Regions from separate parts of the Rattus norvegicus genome. Here region 1 is linked to region 2. Evidence: chromatin contacts called from public HiChIP or PLAC-seq data. All regions are on one chromosome and are shown on one strand. The core of a region is the stretch at or near the end of the contact, and the rest is flanking DNA. Distances in the headings are between cores, read along the strand shown.

Region 1 (3,997 bases), core at 81-2,580, 360 kb after region 2:
AAACATACTCTACATGGACTCCACCATTCCCTGGTTTGGGATCCTGGATGGAACCTAAAGGAGAAGGCCAAGCAAGTACAAGCCTCGAGCACTCTCCTCCTGGCTGTGGACCCTACTTTAGCTAGCCTAGACAAGCCCTTACTTCCCTAAGATGCTCTGTCAAGTCTCTTGTTGGGTTAACAGCAGGTAACTAACACGTTGGACAGGTATCCAGTTGTTGATTCATTTACCCCAGCTCCCCCTCCAGTATCAACTTAGACCAAAGTGAGGCTTTCCGAACGAAAACGCCAAGTCAAACAGCTGGGGTTTTTTCTCTCCATGTCTCCTTTAGAGTCTTTCTGCTTAGCCTGCTGGTTCCACACGCCTGAGTCTTAAATAAAGTGCAAATTCAAAGCTATCTCAAAAGGAACAGGCGATAGGGGCTGATCTGATCCTAGTCTCACAACCTATGGTGAGCCCCATGTCTGGCGCATGCTGGACTAAACCTCTGGGGGGTAACCCATTCTTTGCGTTTCTGTTTCATCATTTATGAAATATTATAATTATAGCGTGTCCTTTATATGCCTCGTAGAATTAAATTAAATGAAAAGTCTCAAGTGATATTCTCTTGATGGCACAACCAGGTCTGTGAAGCCCTCTGCAAGCTAACATTTTCTACTTCATCTCCACAAAGAGGCATAATGAGATCTGAAGGTAGATTTCTTGGGTTCAAGTATCCACCCTGCCATTAGTGTCAGCATTGGGCATCAGTTCCCCACTCCACAAAAGAGGGAGTTGAGGTGGAGAGCTCGGTGAGAACTTTCCATCTCCACAGCCATCTTGTACAGGGCTGCTGTCTGCCCTCCCTACCCGGCACGCTTTCGGGGTTCACTGGTTAGAAATGAAACTGGGAACCTAATGCCAGGGCATCCTTCAGTTATCCCAACAGGGACGCATTCATATTGTCCCCGCGGAGGAATGCTAAATCTAAAAAAACAAAACGACAAAAAACCTGGGTCCTCTTGTCTTCAGCTTTAGAGAACAGGAGTCAACAAACAATGCACTTGAACAATGGGTCTCAGGTCGCACCCCACCTGCTGCGGACCACCCTCAGGGGTCCCATTTGGATTTCTTCAATATCCTCAGATCCCTGAGCAACTGGCCTGGCGCCCACAGCGCCTGCGCTTGGAGCAACACCGTCTTTGCCCTCAGCGCCTCTGCAGCCACCCTGGAGCCACTGCGCCTGCGTATCAAACGGTGCCCTTCATCATGGCGCTTCCTTTCCGAGCGGTGCATTTCGGGACATGTAGTTTTCACGACCAGATTGTGGGAGTCGTGGTTTGTGAGCACCAAACGAGGAGGCCCCGCCGCATTGAATTGTAAGTGTGTGATTGAATCTTTGGGGCGCTGGGGGTCCCTCGGTCACCTCGCGTTCGTGCTTCTCCCTGGATGACACTTGCTGGTTACGGCCACACAGAGCATGGGAACCTTAATAGTCTGGTCCCGTTGTTTTGGGGACGCAGGGAGGGAGCAATGATAACTCCTGGCCTTCTTCCTCTCCCCTTAGTGGAGCGCATGCGTGGGGGCGAGAACCTGGCTGGGCACTTAAAGTACCCAGGGATAGCAAAGCCCTGTTTGATCTGTGGGGCCCCAGATCGCACAGGTGCTAGAGTTGCTCAAATGAGGTGTGCCGTTCCAGCTAATAGGGAGGTGCACCATAATTCACGGGCTCTCCAAAGTTTTAAAATTTGGAGTCTGGCCACCCGGATAAGGTGGGTCTAGCTAGATTTCTTGAAAACCAAGGCCTGTGCTGAGCGGGCTAAGTGAGGTCCAGGCATCAGGGGAGAGCTGAACCTACCGATGCTTTAAATGGTTGGCTGAGGAACTGGAGTGAAAGGGGTAGAGACTGGGAGTGAAAACAGCTTCAGGCAGTTCACACAAGCTGCTCAGGTGATGAGCGGTTGGAGTGAGTGGGTAATATGCTGAGATTGGTGGACCCACGTCTTGGTTAGCCCCGCCAGGTAGCTTGTAAGCAGAATATTGGCCATGTTGCTTTCATTGGTGTAATCAGAATGGATGAATACCTTCTTTGTTTCTAGAATAAAACCTGGCAAGATACCTTGCAATAAAGATCAAACCTACTAGCAGTTGTATCGTCTAAGCCCTTTTGCTACCGTGAAGAATTAGGCCTGAATGGCTTTTCTTATATTTTAATGGCCTCCAGCTGTCCTCACCCTGCTGTCTTTGACTCACTCTCTGCTGTCAGCTGCTGCTTGTTTCTGAATGGCACCAGTAGTCCGTGATTTGGAGCAGACAGCTCACTGAGAAGTTTAGCTTTCTTGGTCATCCGATTTGCAGAAAGCTTACAAGGTGCCTTGAAGTCATCTACTTTGGTTTGTGTAGTTTATTTTAAAGCGGTGGGTGACAATGATGGAGGATGATCTGGGTCTCTTCTCCTCACCCCACCCACTCCACTACCATTACAGAGTTAGTTCCTTGTGCTTTTACCACACACCCCCCACTCCCGGTTTTTATTCTCTTTCTCCTTCTTTGGCACAATTAGGTGAATCTGAGATTGGCCACAAATTCACTCTTTCTCTGTACCTTGGTGACCTTGAACTCCCGTCCCTTGACCTCCACCCCCCAAGTGCTAGGATTACAGGCCTGCACCAAGCTTGTTTGTGAGTTACTTGGGTTGAACCCAGAGCTTTGAGTTAGCACTCTGAGCCACACCCTCAGCCCTGTTTCTCTCTTTGAGACCTTACCTTTTTTTTTTTTTATTCATTTATTATATATAAGTACACTGTAGCTAAGTACACTGTAGCTGTCTTCAGACACACCAAAAGAGGGCATCAGATCCCATTACAGATGGTTGTGAGCCACCATGTGGTTGCTGGGGTTTGAACTCAGGACCTCTGGAACAGCAGTCAGGACTCTTAACCACTGAGCCATCTCTCCAGCCCGAGACCTTACCTTTTAACCCTCTACTTGCTAGTCTTTTTGACATCAGGTTCTGTGACATCAGAGAGAGGGAAGAGTTGTAAATTCCAGAGTGGGTGACTTACTCTTTGGACCCTGATATTCCAAGAGCACTTTGACTCAGGAGGCTAATGGCTTTCCCAGGTCACATACCTGTCCCTTACTGCCACCCGGAATAGAGTCCTGGCCTCCTCCTCCTTGCCCTTAGTCTTTATCCCATGCCTGGCGCCTTGTACTGACTGCATCCTGCCCCATCGCTGTTCATTATCTGGTAGGACCATTAGGAAAGGAGAGACATTTTCAAGACAGTAATGCTTTCTGTGTGTTACTCATGCTTCTTCGTGATTACTGGCCAACTCCTGAAGGAGAATTTACTAATGAAGGAGTCTTTGAGAGGCCAAGGTCACACTGCTGCTGAGCGTAATGGGTTTACCAGATCTCCAGACCCCTGGGTATTTTCTTCCATTTATTTCCTCTTGTAAGCACCTTGGGCCCGTTTGTTTTCCTTGACCTTGGGAGTCAACGTCCCGTGCGTATCAATTCATACAGGTGACTTGTGGGCAACAGTTAAATCATCTACCATATCACATGTACACAACTTAATTAAGAAAGAATTATGAAAATAAAATGGAAACGATTATTTTGTTTTAACATACAGAACGGCTAATCCCTAAGATTACTAGACGTTCAAAGTGTAAATTCCAGCAGCAGGTTATAACACGCAAAGAACTCATTTTTCCCAGCGTAGGTTGGAATCTGCTGCTGTTTAAAGGCAAACACTTGTGGCACCTTAACCACCGCTATAGCATTTAAACAGGGCTTTGCATTATATGCTCCTTGGTTTATCTGACTTTGCGCAAGTCAAAGGCAAAACTTGGTTATCTTGAGCCAATAGCTGGTTGGTTTTCAAAGTTCTATAACCTTGAATAGACTGAGGTCTGAATTTTATATATTAGATACTTTTTTATAACTGGAATTTCTTTTTTCTACACTGTCTCCCAAGAGGTTTACTTCGGGAAGCCCATTCTATGAGGCGTAT
Region 2 (4,277 bases), core at 489-2,988:
AAAAAAAGAAAAAAAAGAAAGAGGCCAGCAGACCTCTGCAATGCTCAGTCAGACTGTTGTTGGTGCCTGGAACAGTACCTGTCAGTGTTGACTCTACTTGAGGGAAAAAAGGTGCAGACTGCAGGCATACCTCACTGCTGCCAGAGTCAAGAGGCAACACAGAGTATCGACTATGTTAGAATCTGGGTACTTTACTTTCTTTTGTTACAAATAGCTCCTTCATAAAAAGAGAAGGAAAGGCTAGCTTGTCTATGGAGGAATACTAGAAAAAACAATTTAAGATTCTTTTATACATACCCTGTGTGTGTGTTGTCATCACCAGCCTTTACCGACTGAGCCCTCTTGCTGGCCCAAACAAGTACATTTTAGAACATTAAAGACTAGGGTTGAGCCCACCCTATGTGACAGGCACCTGACAGCATCCCCTGCATCCCAGGCAGTCGTTTGAGAACTGCTATCCTTGCAGACCAAGTTTAGTAATCGCACACACACTTCACGGTGTTTCTGTTCAACTCACTCCCTCACTGCTTTCCAACCACCCCCCCCCCACAGACAAATGCAAGCTGACATACCCTTACAAGCTTCGAAAAGGGCCTGACCACAGATGTGCTGAAACTCCGCACCTTTAGAACAGAAGAAAATAGATGAGACAGGGTTTCTGCATTAGCTTAGCAATAGGTTAAAATATTCCAATCAAAGAGCTGCATAATTCTTTTACATTATCGTCACAAAGCTTACATGACTGGGAACTGCTCCTTATTACCTATACATTCCCTATTGAGAGTCACCCCAAACTGCTTCAGAAACTGTCTTTCAACTGCCTTCCTCCCTGGGTAGTTGAGAAAGAAAATGCTAGCTTCTCAAAATTGAATTTAAAAAAAAAAAAAAAAAAGTCAAGAGCTTTATCACATTTGAGGAAAATGCTTTAGCAAAGTGGAGGATTTATATTTCTATCACCTTTGGGAAAAACTTTAATGAACATAAGAGGAGGCCAGCCTTGATTCGAGTAAACCTATGTGCTAAGGAATTGAAGTGATATCAAACACCAAAGATCTTTTCATATAGCACCAGGCACTGAGTCTGTCACTGGAGAAGCCTGGAATGCCATTTAAAAAGCACCTCTCAAGGGCACAGGTCACTGTCTATACTCCCATCTCTAGGGTGTACTCGACTAGAACTGGCTATGAGGGTTAAAAAGCTTTCTCAGGCCTTGATAAAAATTATGAATTAAGTACAAATTAAAATCATCAGGGCAGATGATCCACCCAATTCCAGTTTCTGCTGGACTTGGCCCGTTGCAATCTCACCACTTACTGGCTGCCAGCCAAAGAAGAGGTTTAACCCTTTCTTCCTTCTTTATAAACACATGGAATGCGCTTTACGAACACTCAATACTGCCAAGCAGCAGCTAGCCCTGGCAGGTTTACGAACAAGGCTAGACGTGTGCTTTCCCCAATTCTCTCTCCCATGCTTTTGCCAGCTGCTCAGCTATGCATCGACTCTTGGATGTCAAGGTCAAGATAGCGCAATTCGTGCCCACTCCCCACGGGGGAAAAAACGCGAATCAGCCCCACGCTTCCTGAAATGGCCGGGCCCCACGACCCTGGTGGGCGGCTTGACCCCTCAGCCACAGCCTCACACGCAGCGCTGGGAGTCGGGGACCGGGAACCCCAGGAGGGACCCTCCCGTCAGCTTCTACCTGTCGGGACAGCACGGATGTTGCTGGTGCGGCCATCTTTTCCCGGGCAGCTGTAGGTCAAACCCAAGTAAGAGACTAGTGATGCCAGAGCGCATGCGCGCGTCGGCGTGATCGCTCGGTTTTCTGGGAAATGAACGCACCAGGAGCCGGGGCGTGTGGGTAAGAACCTCTTGCACGCTGGGAGTTGTAGTCCATAGGTGCCGTGGTCCCGCTAGACTCTTGAACCCGAACAAGATCGGAAAATTAAATCTGAAACTAGGTTTACATTTAGATTCTTTGCATATGCATCGTCAACATCTCTGCCATGTCTAGAACCTGTCAAAGTGTGGTTCTGTGACAATGCTTCAGGCTTTACTTAAAACAAAAAAACCACAAGCGAATCTCCCAGGGGATAACGTCTTGCTTGGCTCTTCTGGCCTGATAGTTTTCCCTTTCCTTCTCAGTCTTATCATAGCCCTGACTTGTTAGATTTTGACTCTGTGTGCATTTCAGGACAGAGTTAATCCAGAACTAGAATCAGGGTTTAATCAAAGATGATGTAGAAAGTTAAAAACCCAGCACACCTTGGCCGGTTTTTCTATATTCATTTTCAACACACACACTCTTTTCCGCAATTAAAAAAAAAAGGTCAACATCCGACGACAAGGTTCCCGGTTGTAACGCGGTGTTCTGTGCTAAATTTAAAAGAAAAAAACAAAACAAAACAAAAACCCCCCTCTGCTTAGATGTAGTATAGGAATACATTTTAGTTGATTGGTCATTTTTAATATATATGTATGTATGCCTATGTATAATCATCATCATCATCACCATCACTGTCATCAGGAGAAAAGTAGGAGAATACACCCCCTTCTTTTCAACCACCCTGAGTCTTGTGCTGTTAACACAGTTGGGAATTGTTTACCCAAATATTTTTAGTCGGCAGACTGCCCAGGCTTGAATCTTTAGAGTTTTGTGACCTCGGCCTCTAAGCACACAATTTCCCTGTGCCTCAGTTTTCTGAGCTATAAAATCGTTATTCATAGTATTGTAGACCATTGCCTTACACTGTGTTGGGAAAATTAACATATTTTGGGTGCATAGAGCAGTTGACAGTTCTTTATTTTGTGTTTGTGCTTTTTATACATGCAGATATATATAATTTAGCAAAATATATAATTTTGCTTTTTACCTTAATATGAGGGAAGATGGATAGAAAATTATATGGGTTGCAAATACATTCCTTTAAAAATGGTTTTATGTGTATGCGTGTTTTCCTTCATGTATTTATGTGCACCATGTGTGCCTGTTGCTTGAGAGTCCAGAAAAGGACTTTGTGTCCCTTGGAGCTGCAGTTAGAGATGGTTGTGAGGTGCCAGGGGACGTTTTTGGAACTGAGCACAGGTCCTTCACAGGAGCAGCCAGTGTCCTTAACTGCTGAGCTGTCTCTCCAACCTCAGGAATACATTTTGTATGAGCAAATGTCTAAGTTATGGCATTTTTATAAACGTGCACAGCTGCAGAGTAACATCCATGTTGATTCTATGACTTAACCATTCTACGACTTTTCAACAGAATTTGCGTGGTTTATATTATTTTGTTCATTTAAAAAATCCTACATATCTGGGTATCTTTAGATATACTTTAAAAAATATTTTGGATTATTTAAAAAGTAGAATTTAAAAGTTGAACAGATTGGCACATGAGCAGGAGCACATGGGCACAGGAAGTGAAGTTACTTCTCTCCAGCTTACACTCTGGCTAGTTGAGTGTGGATACTTCTGATTTGCTTGATTGCTGCAAAATACTTTAAATAAGCCTAAGGAAAAGTGTATTCAGCACTGAGCACATCTGATTGAACTACTCGAGTGTAGACAGATGTTTTATATCCCAAGATTCAATAAGGTATCAAAACAGAATCAACCTGTTTGCCTTCACAGGCTGTACTGGTTAGTTTGTGTCAACTTGACACAAAGTAGAGATGCGCCTGTCAATTAGACACAGACTTCAATCGAGACACTGCTTCTCCCAGATTGGCTTGTAGGCAAGTCTGCGGACTACTTTCTTGATTAATGATTGATGTGGGAGGGCCCAGCCTACTGGTGGCAGTATACCAATGGCAGGTGGCAAGGGCAGGTGGACCCTGCGTTGTATGTGAAAGCAGACTGAGCAAGCCATGGAGAGCAAGCCAGTAAGTAAGCAGTGCATGTTTGCTTCAGTTACTACCGTCCTGTTCTGTTGACTCCCCTCTGGGATGAACTGTTGTCCCCGCCAGCGGGGGACCCAGTTATTCAGGGTCCCGAAGAGGCTTTCTACCTGTGGGCCAAAATGGGGGTGAAGAGAAGAAGGAGACCAAGCAAAAGTTCTGTTGTCAAGGTCTCGTTTATTGAGAGAAATGTACAGCATTTAAAGCTCTGAGGCAGGAATAGAAGCGGGAACTGAAGCTTAGGGTGGGGGAGTTTGGGAAGTGCCCAAGGATATAAGGTGAATCACTACACTGCAAGATATCCTCCTATAACAAAGAGGCAACAGTCTTCCGGGGACCTGTTCGAAAAGGTCGAACCCTTCTTAGGAATCTGCTCAGGGACATCCGGTGTTT

Evidence for each region. HiChIP or PLAC-seq counts read pairs in DNA pulled down with a chosen protein or histone mark.
Region 1: an H3K27ac HiChIP or PLAC-seq map of oligodendrocytes shows a contact between it and region 2, with 17 times the contacts expected there. The contact joins the promoter of Smim11 here to the promoter of Atp5po in region 2. A contact is called at or near these places in 1 of 12 Hi-C or Micro-C datasets (prefrontal cortex) and 1 of 1 datasets of contacts at active chromatin or transcription factors (oligodendrocytes).

The regions. Positions count from the first base shown.
Region 1 is chr11:45,017,939-45,021,935 of GRCr8, forward strand. Smim11 (small integral membrane protein 11) reads left to right here and starts at 1,331. Exons shown (of 4, transcript NM_001131000.1): 1 at 1,331-1,358.
Region 2 is chr11:44,655,745-44,660,021 of GRCr8, forward strand. Atp5po (ATP synthase peripheral stalk subunit OSCP) reads right to left here and starts at 1,739. Exons shown (of 7, transcript NM_138883.1): 1 at 1,700-1,739; 2 at 573-623. The coding sequence starts at 1,735.